2 separate regions of the Anas platyrhynchos genome follow, and region 1 is linked to region 2. A link is a contact called in public Hi-C data. All regions are on one chromosome and are shown on one strand. Each heading gives the region's core, a stretch centred on a gene start, on an enhancer-like site or on the middle of the called end of the contact. The rest is flanking DNA. Distances are from core to core; before and after follow the strand shown. Region 1 holds the start of CACNA1H (calcium voltage-gated channel subunit alpha1 H). Region 2 overlaps CACNA1H (calcium voltage-gated channel subunit alpha1 H).

Region 1 (4,797 bases), core at 1,387-3,886, 63 kb after region 2:
CCAGCTCCAACAGCAATAACGCTCTAAGACGGGGCTTATGCGGTTTTATTAGATTTCTGCCTCCCTCTTAACCAACCGTCACAATTTCCATCTGATATTATGTCATACGGGGAAGTTTTATGAAGGAATCCGGTCTCCCGTGAATTCTTTGGCGAGATGCTGAAACGCAAAGTTCTGCCCGACGATAAAAACAGCCTCACCCTCCAGCGGCAACGCGCACACCTGACTCCACTTCTCCAGAAACCTCAGCGGTGAGGCTGCTTTGTTCTCCTCCAGCTGCAGGTTGCTTTGCCACCAGCTTTTGGGGACGCCAAACCCAGGGCACCTCCCGGGGTGATGAATCGCTGCCAAAACCCCAGGCTTCACCCTCCTGCATGCCCCCAAAGTTTGGGAACACAATAACCCACTCTGGAAGGAACAGATCAGCCTCAACCCCCACCTCCGATATAAGAGGAGCACAGTGCCCTCCCCCGGGCCCCTCAAGGACCTGGTATTTCACTTTTTTGGTAGGGAACCATCAGCCACATTTAATATTTCTACGGCTGAAGCATCACCGCGGAGAGCTGCTACTTGTTTACTTCTCCCTCCCATTCACACATGGGAGAGCCCAGTTCTCCTCTCGCAAAAGTGGAGAGCAGAAATCTCCCCGTGGAAGCCGATAGTTCACGTAAACCTAGTTTAATCGACGGGAGACTCAAGGCCGTAACAATTGGGGGTTTTCTCCCTCCAAGGATTTCTCCTAATAACGGATTAAGGCAGCTTTCTGGGGAGGATTGTGCAATTCCTAATGACAACACCCGGCTTGGTGGTGTTGCTGTGGAAAACAGTGATCTCAGATGCACACAGGTTTCTTTGGTTAACTGAAGGGAGATCAATAATAACCATATTAATAAATAATGCTCTTAACAGCAGCGGCAGGATACAGGCAGCAAGCTGCAGGCAGGTAGCAGGGATAGGTAAAAGCATTAATTATCTGCACAATGTCAATGCTGCCGAGCTGACGTGCGGAGCGCAGCTGAAAGCTCACTTTTTGAAGATCACCAAGACAGACTGACAACTCTGCCTTCGCGCGAGCATTTTGGGTAAAATTCAGTTTTCCGCATGTCACAACCGAGAGGAACAGGCTGCTCTTTTTTTTTTTTTTTTTTTCCCTTTAACATTAATAAACTAGGTAAAGGACACGGGGGAGGGGGAGATTTTGAGGTCTGGCCGTCCTCCTCCTCCCCTGCCAGCAAGTTGGGAAGGAACAAAAGCCAAGGGGAGTTTTTTGGGACGAGGCGAGCGAGGCATGTGCCCTCCAAAGCCAACTCCAAGCCGCTCCATTTCCCTGCGACGAGAAGGCGCACATGCACTCCCGGCTCTTATATAAACAGCAGAAGGGGCAGCGCCTGTCTGAAATTCCCCACCGCGTCTAAAATAAATACGAGGCTGGCTCCAAACGTCACTCCCTCCGGCCCCACCGAGGGCGATGCGAAGCCGAAGGGTTTCTCCCTAATGTAGGTGCAGGGGGGGGGTGCGGCTCAGGACACCCCATATCCCCCTGCCCCGTTGCAACCCAGGGGGTGATGCTGGGTCCGTGCCATGCCCCCCCCGAGGCCAAGGGGTAGCAAACGTGGGCACACACCCCCTGAGCATCCCATAGGGGTGATGTGGGGGCAGAACCCCCTGTACCCCCCAGGAGATTGGGACCGGGACAGCACGGAATGGGGATGCTGGGGACACCCTGGGGACTTCAGAGCATCCCAGGGGTGGTGAGCCAGGGGATGCAGACCCCAGGGGGGTGCTCCAGGTACAGAGGGGGGGTCTCCTGCAATGGGAGGGGGTGCTGTCCCCCCGGGGAAAGGATATGGGTTACAGACCAGCCTGAGGCACCAGCTGCGCGGGCGGGTGGTTTGCTTGAGGCAGAAGAAAGCGGTGGGTGCCAGCGCCGGGTACGGCACCTGCTCCTCCTCCTCGGAGGCCAGTTCGGGCGGCGGGTCGCGGCCGGGGGAACCACCGGCACCGGGGGAACCGCCGGGACCGGAGCCGGCATCCTCCGGCGGCAGCTCGCTGGGGCGGCGGGGCGCCACGGGGATGGGCACCCGCACCTCGCCGCCGGCCGCCCGCGGCTCTCGGCTCTCGCCATCGCTCATGGTAGCGGCCAGGACCTGCGGGGCAAGGGCAGGGGGTCAGGGGGGAGCCGCTGGCCACCCCCCCACCCCCGGCAGCGGGGCGCGGCTCCCACCTGGCCCCGGCGCTCACAGCCGCCACAAAGCAGCCCCTAGGGGAAGGTGGGGGGGGGGGTCCAGTCGCCACCGGGGCGCGGCCGCTCCCACCCCCCTGAAAAACCTGATGTGTGTCCCCCCCCCCTCCTCTTCCCCAATCCATCCATCCTCCCTTCCCTCTCTCCTCCCCGCTCCCAGCTTTTAATTTTCGGGGATGGGTATTGCTAAAGGGGGGTGGGGGGTGTTCGCGAGGAGGAGGCGTGGGGGGGGGGGGTCCTACCTTAGTTCGGCGGAGCGCGGTGCCCCCAGGAGCATAGCCGTGCCTTTGGGTTCACATGGGACCGGGCTGCCGAGGGGTTGTGGGTTTGGGGTGGTGGTGGGGGGGGGGGCGCAGGGAGGCGGCGGACCCCCCCACACACACCCCCAGCAAGGCGAAGGCAGCGGGTGGGGGGGGGGGGCCGGGGGGGGGCCGGGACTCGGCGTGCGGCGCCCGCCCGCGGGGATGGAGGCTGGGGAGGAGGAGGAGGAGGAGGAGGAGAAGGAGGAGGAAGAAGAAGAGGAGGAGGCGGAGGAGAGGTGGCGGCGGGGGCGGGGGCCCTTCCCCGAGCCGTGCCCGTGCCGAGCCGAGCCTCTCCCGACGGTAATCCCAAGGAGCGAGCGGGCAGCCCCAGCAGCCGCTTTGCAAAGCTTCGCCCGTGCTTAACAGGAAACTTCGGATTTACCGGGGGAGGAGGGAGACGAGAGGGGAGGAGAGAAGCGGGGGCGGAGGGGGCTGGGAGCCCGCCGGGGGCGGGCAGCCGGGAGGAGCCGGGGCAGCCCCGGAGGGGAGGGAAGGAGGGGGGGGGGGCTCCCGCATCTGCCCGTGCCCCCCCTCCTCCCACCGCTGAGCCTCCCCCTGCCTTTGTTCGGGCGATGCGGGGCGCCCACAGCCTCCGGGGAGCCACCCTCATTTGGGGGGGGGGGGGAGGCAGAACCCCCTTTCCTCCCCCCCCCCCTCCCCAGGACTTTACGATGCCGCTGGGGGGGCTCCGGCTTTGTCCCACGCCCCGTGCCGCGAGGCTCCAGCTCCGCCGGGCTCCCCGGGGCCGCGTATCCCAAAGGGGGCAGCTGCGACCCCCCCGGGACCCTAAGGGGGCGGTAGGGCCCTGCTGGCCCTGTGCCCCCCCCCACTATTTCCACCCCCACCCCTCGGGCTCTGCCGCGTGGGAACCCGCCCGGCGCCGCTCCCACGGGGGCTGCGGGGCTGCCCCAACCCCCCGCCCACCCCCGCTTGCCTCCGGGGCATTAATTCATTAGTTTTAATAAAGAAATGTATAAGCCCGAGGTAGAGGTCGGAGCGTTTTAATAAATAAAGATCGGCTCTGCGAACTGCAGTGATTTTTAGCTGAGTAGCTAATCTTCTCAAGGGCTTAGCTCGGGGGGATCAGAATAAACAGATAATAGAAAGTCGTTACAGGCACCGTCCCCTTAAACTCTGCTTAGGAAGTTTTATTCTTTTAAGTTATTTCAGATTCTGCAAATTCTATCTGCACGTCCTGCAGGTGGAAGGGGGGAAAAGAGAGATTAAAAATGTTAGCTAGAGACATTCCCCTCCACTGGAATCTTTTAAAAGAGTGAGTTCATTATATCCCACCACATTCAATTTGCAAATGCAGTTCCCAATGCTATTCTTCATGGTTAATAACTGGGAATTGATTGAAAAGGGAGGTCATGCAGCCTTCAAAGCAGAAAGAGCCGAGCCTAATGGGGCTAGTGAAGAGATGGTTTTACATACACACTTTCAATGGTTGTTTTATTAGATGTTTGCAGGTTGTGATTAACAGTATGTGGCAATTTTATTATTGAACAAACAATGCCTCTGACAAGCAGGACACAGCCTGCGAGGCGAACGTGAACCGTTGCAAAGAAGAGATTGCACTTGGAGTTTCCATACGTTTATACCAGCTAATTAGGGCAAATCATAAATTACTGTGGGAAGGGAAGATTTGTGTGTGAGTTGGTGTAGTTCTCCTTGAGCGAACCATCTTCCACTCATAAATTATCTCGCGCAAGAAAATGACCTCTGCAGGAACAAAAGGAGCTCTCCTAAACCGGGAAGCGGGAGGAGAGGCCAAGCTTTGAGAGCCACCAGCACCTCTTGACCCTCTCCCAACGGCAGAAGCTACCCAGTCAATAAACTTTCCCCCATGCCTTCCCTCCAGCTCCGTGTCAGGGGATGCTGCTGCCACGACTGACAAATCCCTCTTCAAAGCTCCAGCTCCTGTCCTTCGGCGGGCGGAGGCTCGGAGCTGTCGTGGGCTGCAGACATCCTTCCCAGAGCCAGACAGAGCACACAGGGCCTGGCATTTTCCAGGTCTTAACCTGTTGCCTGATGGAGAGAGAGTATTTAAAGCCAAGAGCCTTCTTAATAAGCTCCGTGCAGTGATGGCTGCTGAGGACTTCTGTGGTAGAAGGGAGGATTTTGAAGAAGCCTGGCAAAAAGTAGGCCCGATGCTGGCCTCAGAGGGGGTTTTGGCTTGTTCTCCAAAGGATCAGGATTAACTCCAAAGGTGGTTGTGGCAAAAGAGAGACAACATTTTGTTGGCAAAAGCAT
Region 2 (4,403 bases), core at 927-3,426:
TGCCAGGATTTGGCCACCTTCATCCACCCATGCACCAGCTTCACCCCAGCCCTTCCTCATGCTGGCACTGGGGGCTGGAGTCAGGAGGATAATAGGGTCCTAGGGGCTCCTGCAAACCAGTCTTGGTGGTGTTATCTGACTCAAGGTAAAAGCGATGGACTTTGATTTGTGTCTTTAGGCAGGCACACTCCTAACTTTTGTCGAGCAGGGAGAAGAGGGAAGAAAAGAGCCTGATATTATACCCTTATCTCAGCAACAAGGGTCAGCAATCCTTTATACTTGACTAGTGACATGGCTTTCCCTCAAAGGCTGAGGGAGATATAATTTCATTTTGCTAAACAAGCCCAGAACAGCTTTGCAGTTATCTCTGTGCTCGACACCGGGAATGCGAATGTGCTCGGTGGCAGAAAGCAGCAGCAGTGATGGAGAACTGATTTACCCATCGCTTCCCCTGTGAAATGTTAACCCAGGAGAACCCAGCCCAGGAACAAGGCAAGGACTCTTCTTAAGAACCCTCAGTGTGGTTAGAGTCACTCCTATGGGTCACAAACCTCATTATACATATAGCCCATATATGCACCTCATACTTCAGGATGGGCTTCTTCCCACTGTCCTAAACTGATAACTGACGTATTGTATTGTTTCCATCCTTATTTCCCCTCTTTCTTTATTACAAGGAGTTTGCCCTTCAGTAGCTCAGCTCTCATCATAGCAAAGGTCATACATTTTCTGAGGCAGCTTTTACCCAAATGAGGGAGAAGCGGGTTTGTCCGTGAAACAAAAACCTACGTGATGAGCTTCCTCCTCAGCGAAGAGCATCATTACTCACTTGAAAAATGTGAAACCATTTTCAATTGGTTCTGCGTGATGTTTGGGGGCTCAGGTTTCTTACAGTCAGCGTTTTTGCCTGAAAACCTGAAATGTTCACTGCCTAGACTCCTTTCCTTTGGGCTGCGAATTTCCGTGACAAGAAAACCACCGCGACCAACTCCATCCTATCTGGAGTGCCTGTGATGAGGCTGACTGCGAGGTCTCTGAGGAACAGGCTTATTTGAGGAGCTGATACTAGCTTTTTATGCAAACAAATTAAAAACCAGGCTTAAGCAGCTCAGAAAAACAAACAAACATCTCTCCTCTAGCACTGGAGGAGTGCGGTGGGGATGGCAGGAGAAGGAGGCACCTCCTGAGTCATGAAGATGCCCCACCAAAGGCAAACGCACCACGCAAGCCCAGAAAACCCCGATCCCCCCAGAAAAGAGCACAGCTCTCCCCCTAAACTGCAGCAAGAGAAAACTGCAAGGAAGCCTACATCATGATGTGAGCAGCCACTTGTGCTTCTCAGCTGCCTCACAAGGCGCTGCTCACGGTTCCCCTCCCAGCCCAACACGTGCAGCAGGACTGCAGCTCGCTCTCGTGATAACTGGTCTGCGAGAAGCAAACGGTGCCCAGGAGGCATCAGGCTGGGCTCCCCTCCTTGCACACACACACACACACACACACGCTTTTGTTTCCCACAAACACGCACCAAAGTTGAAGCCAAGTCAGGCGGCTCCCCCTGCGCAGCTCAGGTTTGGGAACACGCATGAACGCAACGTGTCTGCCCGGATCAATTTGTTACTCTCAAATTAGGTATTTTGTCAGGACTTCCCCCCCAGCACCACTTTCTCCTTAAAAAGGGCGTCGGACTGGGACACTGGGCTTGGCAGACCCAAAAGGGACAGCTTTTGCCTTTGCTTGAATCTTGCAGGAGTTCTAGAAACACCAGGGAGCACCTTCGGTACCGACAGCAGCCTTGGAAGACTGCTGAACTAACGAGAGAAGCAGCTAATAGGAACAGTGGTGGGTACTTAATTAAAACCTCACACACAGCCAGATGACAACAATTATTGGTGCTGCTTTTTTTTCCCTCTACTTAAATAAGCCTTTAGCACCTCAAAAATCGAAGTAAGGAAGACCTGCGAGGTACACAGATCAGAAATGTGCCCGAGCAGCACAAGCTCCTTCCCACGGCACAGCATCCATCTCCTGTCATGCCATGGCTTCATGCCCTGTTCCCCCCAGGGAGGGTGAGGAGGCTGCAGGTTTGTGGGATTTGGAGAACTTTGTAGACAAAGTAAAGAATCTTCTCAGAACAGCTGAGGTTCGTGTCCCCATCACGAAAAGAAAAGCAGCGGAGCCAGAGGGACACAGCCTGATAAGCAGCAATAACAAGCTGTTAGTGCGCGTGGCTAAGAGCAGGGTGCCCTCGGATACAGGGAAAAAAAAAAAAAGCAGAGCAAGTTAAAAACAAATTTAACAGCCATTGCAAATAGGCCTCCTGGTAGATTAAAGTTCAGGGTGCGAGGAGGAGGGAAGGGGAGGCGAGGGAGGCAGGTCCTTGTTCACCAGCTCAGGCTGAGCTCGGCACAGAAACCAGCAGTGGTGTAGGGAGCACCGGGGCTTGTTAGGGCTTGAGCCTATGGAGATGAGATTGATTCTTCCAGCCTTTCCCTAATTATGCACCTCTGATGAGCTTTGTTTTGTAAACCTTGGGAATCGGTCTCCCGAACACATGAGCGATATCAGGCTCACAAAAGCCAGCCAAGCATCTCGAGCCGTTCGATTCACCACTCCCTCCCGACCCGGGCACCGCTGTGCCTGGCACTCGGCTGTCCCCGACCCACAGCTGATCCAACAGCTTTGCCCAGCCATAAAAAAGGCAAAAAGGAAGCAATACCTGCAGAGCCCTCCCAACCCAGACAGCAATGTCCAAAAGCTATAAGAAACAGCTAAAAAACAGCTGAGGAATTCCCTGGGGAAGGGCGGAGGCTGGGGAGCGCAGGAAAGCCCTAAAAGATAGCAGAGGAGTGGGAACCACATATGGCAGTGATGATGTGAGTGCTGCTCCTGGAGAACAGGCCCTTGCCATTAAACCACCCCAAATTACAAGCTGCCAGAACCTGCTTCACGGATGTCGATGGCCTGATTCACACTGAGCAGTTTGTGATTATTCTGGAAGTGGCCATGGAGAAATGAAGTGCTGGGGTGCTGCAGAGCCAGAGCCTGCTGCTCCAACGGTGGTCTCCTGTTTATGAAAACCGATTTTCCCCCTCCGTGCTTAATACAATTATAGGTTTTAGAGAACCATCTCAATCAGCATCCTGCAGAAGAGACTACCACAGTGCTACAGCCATTGTCCAGAGCTGCCCATCCAGCTGGACGTGCGGATGCTGGAGAACCCAACATGGATTTACTTAAAGCCTTTCTTCTAACTAAATCATCCCTAAATTCTTCAGGGAATCCCTGAGTCTTCCCCTCTGCCTGTTTACCAGGATTTCATGATTTTCCCCCTGTTCATCAGTACCCATTGGTCCCAGAAAGCCCCCGGGTGGTTGCGGTAGCTCCTAAAGGAAAACCCCAGGAGCAGCATCAGCTCCCTGCTCCCAACCTCTGCCCAGGAGAGCTGGGAAGTGGCAGGGGCAGCCTGGGAGCACCCCGGGTGGTGTCTCCCCGAGTCCATCTCACCAGACAAGCCGTCCAACATGTGATTTCTCTGGGCCGTGCTTGCGCTCTTTGATAACGTATTTTATGTTTAGCCTCCAGCAACAGTGCTCTGCAATAATTACAACTCTTCAGCAAGGCAGCTCCAGTGATGTTTAATGCCAATTACTTCATAAGCGCTGTTTAATTAATGCTCCTTCCATGCTGCTCTTGCCTCTTACCCTCTGAAGAGCTGCAAGGACCACTGCCTCCAGCAGGCTGTGTGTCGGTGTGCCTACATGGGATAATTCTGGTCACTGCTGGCACGGAAAGCTGTTGGCACTAACCTCAGGCACACATACTGGAAGACAACATCAGGGTCCTGATTTTTTTTTCAGGTGCTTTGTTGGGGCTTGTAATTAACAATATAATCATTATCTTCCTGCAAGCTGAATGTTTTTCTATTCCAGGTATTCAGAAGCATCATCTATCTTCATTAGAGGACCTCATAAAGAAGTTCCCAACTGAAGACCATGCTCCCACTGAGCCAAATGAGGTTTCTCATCATTTGATCAATTGTGTAACTGCTTCTGAGAAAAACCCGAAAGTGAGCATATTCGCTCTTCTGTTCAATCAAGGGATGATTAAACATCGCTTCCTGAGCACAGCATCTGCATCAGAACGAAAAGCCCTTCAGGAGAAACACGGAATGGGTTCAAAATGGTGCTCTGCAATCTGCAGCTCAGCCCTGTGAAAACGGGTGAGAAATGATGGGAAATGGGAAATAGCCCTGGAAATACCTACCAACCCATAAAAACAAGGGCTGGTAGAAACAGAAGGGAAAATATGACAGGTATCCTAGTATGAGGAGGATTATAGGGTAAGGAAGAACAAAAAAAGCCTCTCGCAGGTCAGCCCTGAGCAGCCCCGTGGCACAGATGGGG

The links. Hi-C and Micro-C count contacts between places; a contact is called where the count stands out from the background.
Region 1: a Hi-C map of small yellow follicle shows a contact between it and region 2, with 2.3 times the contacts expected there. The contact joins the promoter of CACNA1H here to the enhancer-like site in region 2. A contact is called at or near these places in 2 of 8 Hi-C or Micro-C datasets (F5 follicle and small yellow follicle).

Annotation. Positions count from the first base shown.
Region 1 is chr15:17,753,598-17,758,394 of IASCAAS_PekinDuck_T2T, forward strand. CACNA1H (calcium voltage-gated channel subunit alpha1 H) reads right to left here and starts at 2,637. Exons shown (of 35, transcript XM_038186946.2): 1 at 2,485-2,637; 2 at 1,849-2,147. The coding sequence starts at 2,132. LOC139998744 (a long non-coding RNA gene) reads right to left here. Exons shown (of 6, transcript XR_011803608.1): 6 at 3,603-4,797.
Region 2 is chr15:17,690,830-17,695,232 of IASCAAS_PekinDuck_T2T, forward strand. All of the region lies in intron 2 of CACNA1H (calcium voltage-gated channel subunit alpha1 H), which reads right to left. Among named protein-coding and RNA genes, the nearest start is that of CACNA1H, 63 kb to the right of the region's middle. Within about 2 kb of position 2,177, at least 3 of the 8 cell types and tissues checked have an H3K27ac peak or open chromatin away from gene starts, as enhancers often do. A contact at or near this core is called in small yellow follicle, where this site is marked.